Linked DNA regions of Cricetulus griseus: region 1 is linked to region 2. Evidence: chromatin contacts called from public Hi-C data. All regions are on one chromosome and are shown on one strand. Each heading gives the region's core, a stretch centred on a gene start, on an enhancer-like site or on the middle of the called end of the contact. The rest is flanking DNA. Distances are from core to core; before and after follow the strand shown.

Region 1 (4,233 bases), core at 562-3,061, 620 kb before region 2:
TTTAAGTTGGGCAAATAAAATTCATATTTCATCACAAACCTTGGCTGATGCCGTGGTACATTTTGATCCGTATGCTCGTTTATAGCCTCCATGCTGCATTCATCCTTATTGTGGATTGTTTATTGAAAACGGACTTTCCTTAAGTTACAGGGGTCACATACTGTTTTTTTTTTTTTTTTTCCCCTTGTCGTTTGTACCGTCTTATTGTTTAGTGATGTCTCCATGCAAACACAAAGCTCAGTAAGCCCACACAGGCTTGCTTCCACAAACGGATTAATCGGTATGCAAAAAAGTGCCAGTGGTGTCTCTTTCTGCTCTGCTGGAACCCAAAGGAGCCAAGCAGAAGTCTATTCCATAGAAGCTGTTCACTGCATCGGGTTTACGGAGTCACTGTCCACCTGCCACCAATAGGGGTCTCCAGTGTACCACAGAACTAGCCACAGTGCTCCGGTATGATTATTTACAGTATGCTGTACACCAAGACAGAACCTAAGGGGCAGAACAGATTTATATGGGCTAGGCTGGTCCTGGATTTACTCAAGGAGTGAAAGGGTGACGTCACGAGTTTGAAGTGATGAGGAGACGCAAAGACACGTTTAGGTTTTGTGTGAGAGCACACCTTTAACATAACGGTGCTGGCCCAGTCTGTGTGCTGACTAGAAGGAAGCCCATCCAGTCAGCTAGCTACGGTGCTGTTCGCAGATAGCTAAACATGGGCCTTTGTTCAGAAGCAGCAACTAGAAAGAGTGAATTGTTCTGTCCTTACTAGAATCTTTTGAAGACGGTTTAAACCATCTTATTTCTGGAAAAGATGCATAATAGTTTTTATGAAGCTATTTTTGAGGGATGTTCTAGGTGCTGACATTTCTCCCCACTGTTTCAGATAATAGAGTAAGAAACTACAAAAAGAACAGTTATAATTTTGAAACCCTTAGATTACACCTGAAGACGTTTCTGGAGTTTGGGGGCATATGTATTAATTTGTGCGGAAAGGGAAACCAGTATCCGCAATGCCTTTTCATTATTCATTTGCTCAACAACTATTTAGGTGATGCCTTAAGAAAGTACTCTGTGCCTAAAGGCAAACAACTGCGGTCAGGGAGGATAGGCCGGGAAATGGATTAGAAAAATCATAATAGGAAACAGACTCGGCTAGGAGCTGGCACCGAGGCAAAAGTAAGACTCCATGAAGAGTAAGCCACTTACTTACTGGGGAAGGGAGGGTGTGGAGGGTGATCAGACACCCGCACAAGCCTTTGGGGTGAGTTGTGAATGAATTCAGGATTGTTATTAATGGCTGGGGAGAAGCTCTGGTCATGGTGAAGACTTGGGGGCTGCTTTTGGAATGGCAGGCTAGAAACAGAAATTGGGGGGAGGCCTGTGAGCCGTGTTGGCTCATTCTCCACTAGAAGGGATGAAATGCAGAGAATGAAGACTGTTGTGATTAAGGCAGATTGAATTTAGAGTTGAGGGTCATGAGGGGCTAAAAAGAAACCAAGTCAAAAATAGACTATTAACTTCTAGAAATGGGCCAGTGAGACTAGAGGGGTCATCAAGACAAGCCCATTGGAAGAAGGCATGTGGCTATGTAAAGGCATATTTAATAAAAATAAAACTTCATGTGACCAACCTGCACATTGTGGGTGATTTCATCTTTCATATATAGGTGGGGCCAATTTGTTACCCTTGGGTGGACTCAGGGACAAGACAGTGATTGCAGCCAACCCATGAATCATTCTCAGCTAGAGCAACTTCAAGCTAACCTCTCTTATGTACCCTGGGGGTAATTTCTAGCCTATGAGAACTGTGTTAGATGAGCTGGCTCCTAAGGCTCTTTCAGATCAAAGCGGAAGTGAAGACACAGTCAGTCATGTGCCCCATGACAAAGGAGTTCAGATGAGTTCTTGCATTATAGAAAACACCACTAAGGGGACAAGAAGCACTCTAATTGCTTGTGTAAGAGAGATTAGAAATGACCATGGAAAAGACCTGATCAAATGAAGACCTGATTTAACATTCAGAAAGACACTGGAATGATGGGAAAGCAAGATTCATGGTATTACAAAGGACTGTCACAGAAGATTCCAAGACACAACAGAAGTGTGTTTGGTCATAATTGTCATTTCATATGTAACTTCCTTTCAGAGAACCTTCTGACTCAGTCAAAGTTTAGCTGCTTTACACAGGGAAAGGACGGGGATGGAGTAATGAATTCTAGGTTGGGGGATTATGGAAGGCTTCCTGGCAGAAGTAATACTTGGGCCCCTACCATGAATGATGAATTGTTTCATTTCCATTTATTTATTTATTTATTTATTTATTTATTTATTTGTGTGTGTTAGTGTGTGTGTGTGGGGGGGTGGGTGGGTGGGTGGGTGAGAATGTGGGTATATGTTAGAATCTGTTCTCTTCTTCCCCCATGTGGATCCCAGAGATGGAACTCAGATGGTCAGGCTTGGCAGCAAGCACCTTTACCTGGTACATAATCTTGCTGGTCCTGAATTTTGGTTTTGTAGCTAGAGAGTGGATAAAGGAACACTTTGAGTTAAAGGGCCCATAAGAGGACAATCAGAACCATGGGGACTCCTTGGTATTGGAGGATTTTCCGGAATCAGGGAAAACTAGCTTGGGTGGATAGCTAACCACAAAGAAGACACATGTAAGCCAACAGTGGCCAGGTGCTTGCTGCTGTTCTGTAGCTTCTGAAGATTCTTGCAGACTCAGATGCTGAAAGCTGTGTGATGGTGAAAGGACCTAGCAAACAGAACCCAAAATCTAATAACCTTTCAACTTGTAAAATTGCCTAGTGAAACTGAGACAGCCCTTAATAGGGACACAGTGTATATAATGTACATGGGAATAGAAATTCTAAATGAAATTTAGAAAATGGAGCATTGTACATATTAGACAGGAAATTATCTAGAATTATAAAGTAGAATATGAATCAAGAATATGTTATAATAGGTCTAATGAACAAAATTTGGAGTTATGGAACCAAACATGACAGAGAATTGGTAAAAGATTTTCTACACCAACCCATAAATTCTTTATTTTTAGGTACAAAATAGACAATCCACTTATCACTGTTTGGTAATCATTGCCATAGAGAACATGGGTATAAAGTTAAATTATAAGTTTGCAGTTCAACTAGTTTTAGTCAACATTGGTTATGAATATTATGTCTCATTTTAAACATTTATTATTGTGTTTACTTTGGGATTGGGAGCTGAGGAACGGTAAATGAAGAAAAGAAAAAATACTGTGTGTTTGATTGAGCTATCATTTTAGGCTAAGTAGGAACTCTCAAAAATGCTTAGAAGCACAGAAGATAGACCCTTTGGAAGAATATTATACTCCTTATGATAATATAGCTCAGAGAAAAGAAAATCTAAGGCATTTTGAAACCACTCTCTGGGAAGGTGCTTGGGAAAGCTAGGGACTAGTTTTCTTTGGGATTGTATTTGGTTAGATTTGAACTAGAAATAGCCTCAAGTTGTTGAATTGCAGACGCAAAGTCCTTTTAAAGGGTGGTACCTAGGGTATTGCAGTGACGTTAGACTATGTCACTTCCAGCCTTGACTGTTCCTCATTTAAACTCTGTACCCCACCTCTCTGAGAGTCACTTAACTTCTCTGGGCCTGGATAAGTTTTATCAGTAAGATGGAGATAAAAAATACTTTACATGTTAGAGGATTTTGTGGGACTAAATATATTAACCAAGTGAAAATACTTAACCAGTTCTGGAACATAGTAGTGTAGATGCTTCATAATGATTACCTCTTATTACTATGACTGGAGCATAATTGGTGCTCATTGAATATCTATTGATTGATTAGCATGGCTAGTACTGCCAGCTTTTTGAATGCTGAGAAAGAAAACAACCTTTCCCATCTCTATTTAGTTAGAGCCTTGCTTGAATTATACACTACGCCGCACATAGCCTTTCTTAAACAGGCATATCATATATTTACATGAAGAGATAAAAATAAATAATAAGTGACAGTGACAGCTTGGAGTGGAAACAGAATCAGATTCTGAAGGTACAGAATACCTTCCAAAGTGCCTTTCTGTACTCTGATGACCAAACAAGCAAAGATACAGATGTTCCAAGGCTTAGGGCGTTTTGAAACTAGAGGCCAGCTCCATGGTCTGGGACAATGCACAGTGGTTGATGAGTTCGTTCTAGACGTTTCTGAATTTTAATGATGCTGGAGATGATATTGTGTGTCCTTC
Region 2 (4,371 bases), core at 1,652-4,151:
GGGTTTCAGAGTAGGTCTGTGTTTCAAATTTTAAAGAAAAAGGGGAGGAATTACAATTAAATTTCAACTTGAATACAATCTGGACACACAAGATACACAGCTAAATGAAAACATTTCTCCCCAGTCAACCTCCGAAACCTCTCCATACCTGCCTATCATCTTATAAACTATGGACCTTAAAGAGCAATCCTAGCATTGCCTAGTAGTAACCCTCAGCACCATGGCCCAACAGCAGTAACTTCCCTGGGGTGCTGGGATTTAGGGACCTCTACCTATGGGGCCTCTAAGAGCCCTTTTCCTAGTGAAACCTGCTCCTCCTACATGCCTAAGATTTAACTTTGTTGAAGTCACAGAAAAACAGGGATAACAAAGGGCAAAATGTTTTCATCAAAACTTCCTTCATTTCTGAATAACCTTTGAAATTGGCAGAGGAACCCCAAGTTCTACAAGGGCACCACAGAGTAGTATTGGGAAGAAGGCCATATTGAGAGGTTTCAATCTGAGCATTAATCTCAATTTCCCTCCCAGTGAAGTACAACTTACTTTTTTGCATGAAAAAGTAAGCTAAGATTAATGTGTGAACTGGAATCACAGAGCATGACAAATACTTCTTTCATGTTTTACTTTTATTTTTTATTTTAAATATATAATGTTTAATATATCTTAGTATATTATTAATTACCAATTAATATGTAATTGGTACTAAAAGCCAAAGAGCACAAATCCACTAAAAGACCGCATTTTAGGGAACTGCAAGTTTGTTGGTTCCAGTTATTTTGGTTTATTTTGTTTTGTGTTTAAAATATTTCAACAAGTGCTTGAAACACGGTAGGGGGCTGGCAGATATCAAGAGCTCCCATGTTGTCTCTTTCTGGGTAACAAAAAGTAAAAAACGAGGGAAAGTAAAACATCTGATTGTTAATCTCTTTCAAAAGCTCAGCAACTTCACTACCTGCCCCTTTAAATGCAATCCAGCTCCCACTGCTAACTTTTGCCTTCTCTCAAGTAATCAAAATTATCCCGATCAACAAATGGCTATTCATCACATTCTACAAAAGCCCAGGAGAGACTCTCCCAGTTTGAATTTGACCATGAACCTGTCTAGGGCTTTTAAAAGTCAAACAAATTTTCTTACCTCTCTATTCTAGTACCTCTCCCATAACTTTCCCCCCTTTATTTGAGCCTTTTATGGTTACTGTGTTTTTTTGTGTCAACACTCCCAACGCCATCAGCCCACCCTGCAAGGCCAGACCAGACCAGGCCCAGGAAGAACTTACTCTTTCTCCTCTTTCTTCTTCTTTCTCAGAGCCTATTTTCAATCAGAGGGCAATGGGGCTGGGTGACAAGCTGGTCTCAGTACCACAAGTTTAGAGGAGTGGTTTTCTTAAGAGATAAATTGGCTCGCTTGGAGGCTCTTACATCCACCCAGCACTCTTGACTCACCAAGTCTAGTATTGCTCCAGGAGCTCTAGATTCAACTCAGGACTCACAGGAGCGACCCATAAATTGCTAAGATCCCAGGATAGTTATGCTGGGACTCTGGGGCAGAAGAATGACTGGGAGCGGAGGAGTGATTAGAGCTGTCATATCTAACACTCTAGAAGATATACACCCAAAACTGGGAATTAGCTCCTCGGGTGCTGCCACAAGAGCCTACCCTTCTGGATGGCTTTTATCACCAGCTCCAAATTCACTTATTGGGTGGTGGGGGGGAACAAAAACATTCTTTAACTTGGCACACTCAAGTCTCTCCAGTTGGCAGCCTGGAAAGGAAGAGAAACAAAAGTCCCTGGGAAAGTGAAGTTTTCAATTAATTGGTATGAGTAACGGGGCGGGGGGGGGGTGGTGGCTGCAAAATGCTAGAGGCCAGTAGGCTGTGGGCGAGGCGCAGAAGATTCGTGGCGGTCTGCTGAGTGGCTTTCTCCTCCTGCTCTCTGCCACCCGCCCCGGGAGGAGGTAAGCCAGCCAGGCGAAGTGACTCCCATGGAGAGGGACCTGGCATCTGTGAACTTCGTAGTTGCGAAAACTGTCAAGCTTTCGGCTCTGGGGTGAGTTGTAAGTCTCTGATGAGCCTCAAGGGTATGGTTGTGGACCGATGATGTCTGTATAGGAAGGATCTGCTCCGACTGATTGGTCTATGTGTAGAATGTTTCTTGCCCGCTAGGTATGTTCAAGGTAAGAAAAATGAGCTGTCTCGAATTTGGGGTATAAAGGTAGAACAACGAAAGACTAAGCAACAGGTTTTTAAAAACAAAAAACAGGATTGCTCTGTTTCACATTATTCTGACCACCTCTGTCCTTCATCATCATTTTGGTGTGCAGCTCGAGGAACCGAAGAGAGGTGGCAAAAAACAGCGGTCGGTCGGTGGAGACGAGGTGGAGGCCTCAGCGCCCGCCTTGCAGACAGGCCTGAGATGGGCCGTCGCGCAATCAACTCGAGGGGGTGGCTGCAGAGCAAACTCCTGCATCTGGGGAGGGGGGGGAGGGCGGGAATGGGAGGTGGGCCTCCCAAAGGACTGTGGAGGGGTGGGGGCACGGTGGGTGGGTCCCAACCAGACCCCGGCTGGGAGCCAGGCTCCCCCGCGCCCCCACCCTCACGTGGCCTGGAGCAGCCAATGGCACGGTCCCCGGCCGGCGCCCTCGGGGCGGGAGGCGGCCCCCCGACCGGCCCAGGCCCCCTCCCAACCTGAACTTCGTTTTTATAAACGTCCCGCGATGAGCTAACCTGTTGGAGGGCGGGGGGCGGGCAGGAGGCGGGAGGCTCGCGGAGGGAGAGAGGACGGGAGGGAGAGGGCGGGAGCGAGCGCCGCGCGGAGCACAGCTAGGAGGGAGGAGGCGCGGCGCGCCATGGTGTCCTGCGCAGGGCCGAGGCCGGGGCCTGGGCCGGGCCAGGCCGGGCCATGAGCCGCTCGGGGACTTGGGACATGGACGGGCTGCGGGCGGACGGCGGGGCCGCTGGGGCGGCGCCGGCCTCCTCCTCCTCCTCTGTGGCGGCGCCGGGCCAGTGTCGCGGCTTCCTGTCGGCGCCGGTGTTCGCGGGGACACATACCGGACGCGCGGCAGCCGCAGCGGCTGCAGCAGCTGCAGCGGCGGCGGCAGCCTCCAGCTTCGCATACCCGGGCACCTCTGAGCGCACAGGCTCCTCCTCATCGTCGTCATCCTCGGCTGTGATCGCCACTCGCCCCGAGGCTCCGGTGGCTAAAGAGTGTCCCGCGCCAGCGGCCGCCGCGACTGCTGCAGCACCCCCGGGCGCTCCAGCGCTAGGCTATGGCTACCATTTCGGCAACGGCTACTACAGCTGCCGCATGTCGCACGGTGTGGGCTTACAGCAGAACGCTCTCAAGTCGTCGCCGCATGCCTCTCTTGGAGGTTTCCCGGTGGAGAAGTACATGGACGTGTCGGGCCTGGCGAGCAGCAGCGTACCGACCAACGAGGTGCCCACGAGAGCCAAGGAGGTGTCGTTCTACCAGGGCTACACAAGTCCCTATCAGCACGTGCCTGGGTATATCGACATGGTGTCCACTTTCGGATCCGGGGAACCTCGGCACGAGGCATACATCTCCATGGAGGGCTACCAGTCCTGGACGCTAGCCAACGGGTGGAACAGCCAGGTGTACTGTGCCAAGGACCAGCCACAGGGGTCCCATTTTTGGAAGTCATCCTTTCCAGGTAGGAGCAATGTAGAAAAGAGAAGAACACGCGGGGAAGAGGGTGGAGGAGAAAAACCCCTACTTGGGAGTAGTTACTTAGGCTCCGGGCCTGACCAGGTTTAACACGCTAGAAAAATTTGTCAAGTTTCTGTAATATGTAACTTTCCCCATTAAAACCGCCTCTGCCTCTGCAATTTTTTTCCTTCCCCGTGCAGCAAGGTGCTTTTACCCACTAAAGTTCAAGATCTTAGTTACTTTTGCCTCTCTCTCTCTCTCTCTCTCTCTCTCTCTCTCTCTCTCTCTCTCTCTCTGTCTCTCCCTCCCTCCCTCCCTCCCTCCCTCCCCTCCTCTCCCTTTCTCACCCTACTAACTAAAAAGGCTTCTTTCCTAAAAGGTGTCAGAGTTGGGCCCCCACTTTTTCAAGTGGGGTTACAATGACTACTAAAGCTTCGTAGAGCTCATAAATCCCCAAACACAGGAACAGAAATTAAAGCTTGAGTAAAAGATCTGAAGTGTGTGTGTGTGTGTGTGTGTGTGTGTGTGTGTGTGTGTGTGTGTGTGTGTGTTTGAATGTATGCAACTGGCAACTGCCCTTATGAGCTTTCCCCAATAACCAGACCATAAAAACCCAGGCTTGTTAAAATGCCGGTTTGAAAAACCATGATGATCCATCAAATTAGCCTTTGTCTTGAAGTGCAAATAGTCTTTCTTTAATAATGTG

Evidence for each region. Hi-C and Micro-C count contacts between places; a contact is called where the count stands out from the background.
Region 1: a contact with region 2 is called in a Hi-C map of liver, with 6 times the contacts expected there. The contact joins the enhancer-like site here to the promoter of Hoxd13 in region 2. A contact is called at or near these places in 4 of 8 Hi-C or Micro-C datasets (the CHK-Q cell line, the CHO-K1 cell line and liver).

Annotation. Positions count from the first base shown.
Region 1 is chr6:101,042,564-101,046,796 of CriGri-PICRH-1.0, reverse strand. No RefSeq gene overlaps it. Among named protein-coding and RNA genes, the nearest start is that of Atp5mc3, 180 kb to the left of the region's middle. Within about 2 kb of position 1,811, at least 1 of the 6 cell types and tissues checked has open chromatin away from gene starts, as enhancers often do.
Region 2 is chr6:100,423,933-100,428,303 of CriGri-PICRH-1.0, reverse strand. It overlaps Hoxd13 (homeobox protein Hox-D13), which reads left to right and starts at 2,901. Exons shown (of 2, transcript XM_027420050.1): 1 at 2,901-3,669. The coding sequence starts at 2,901.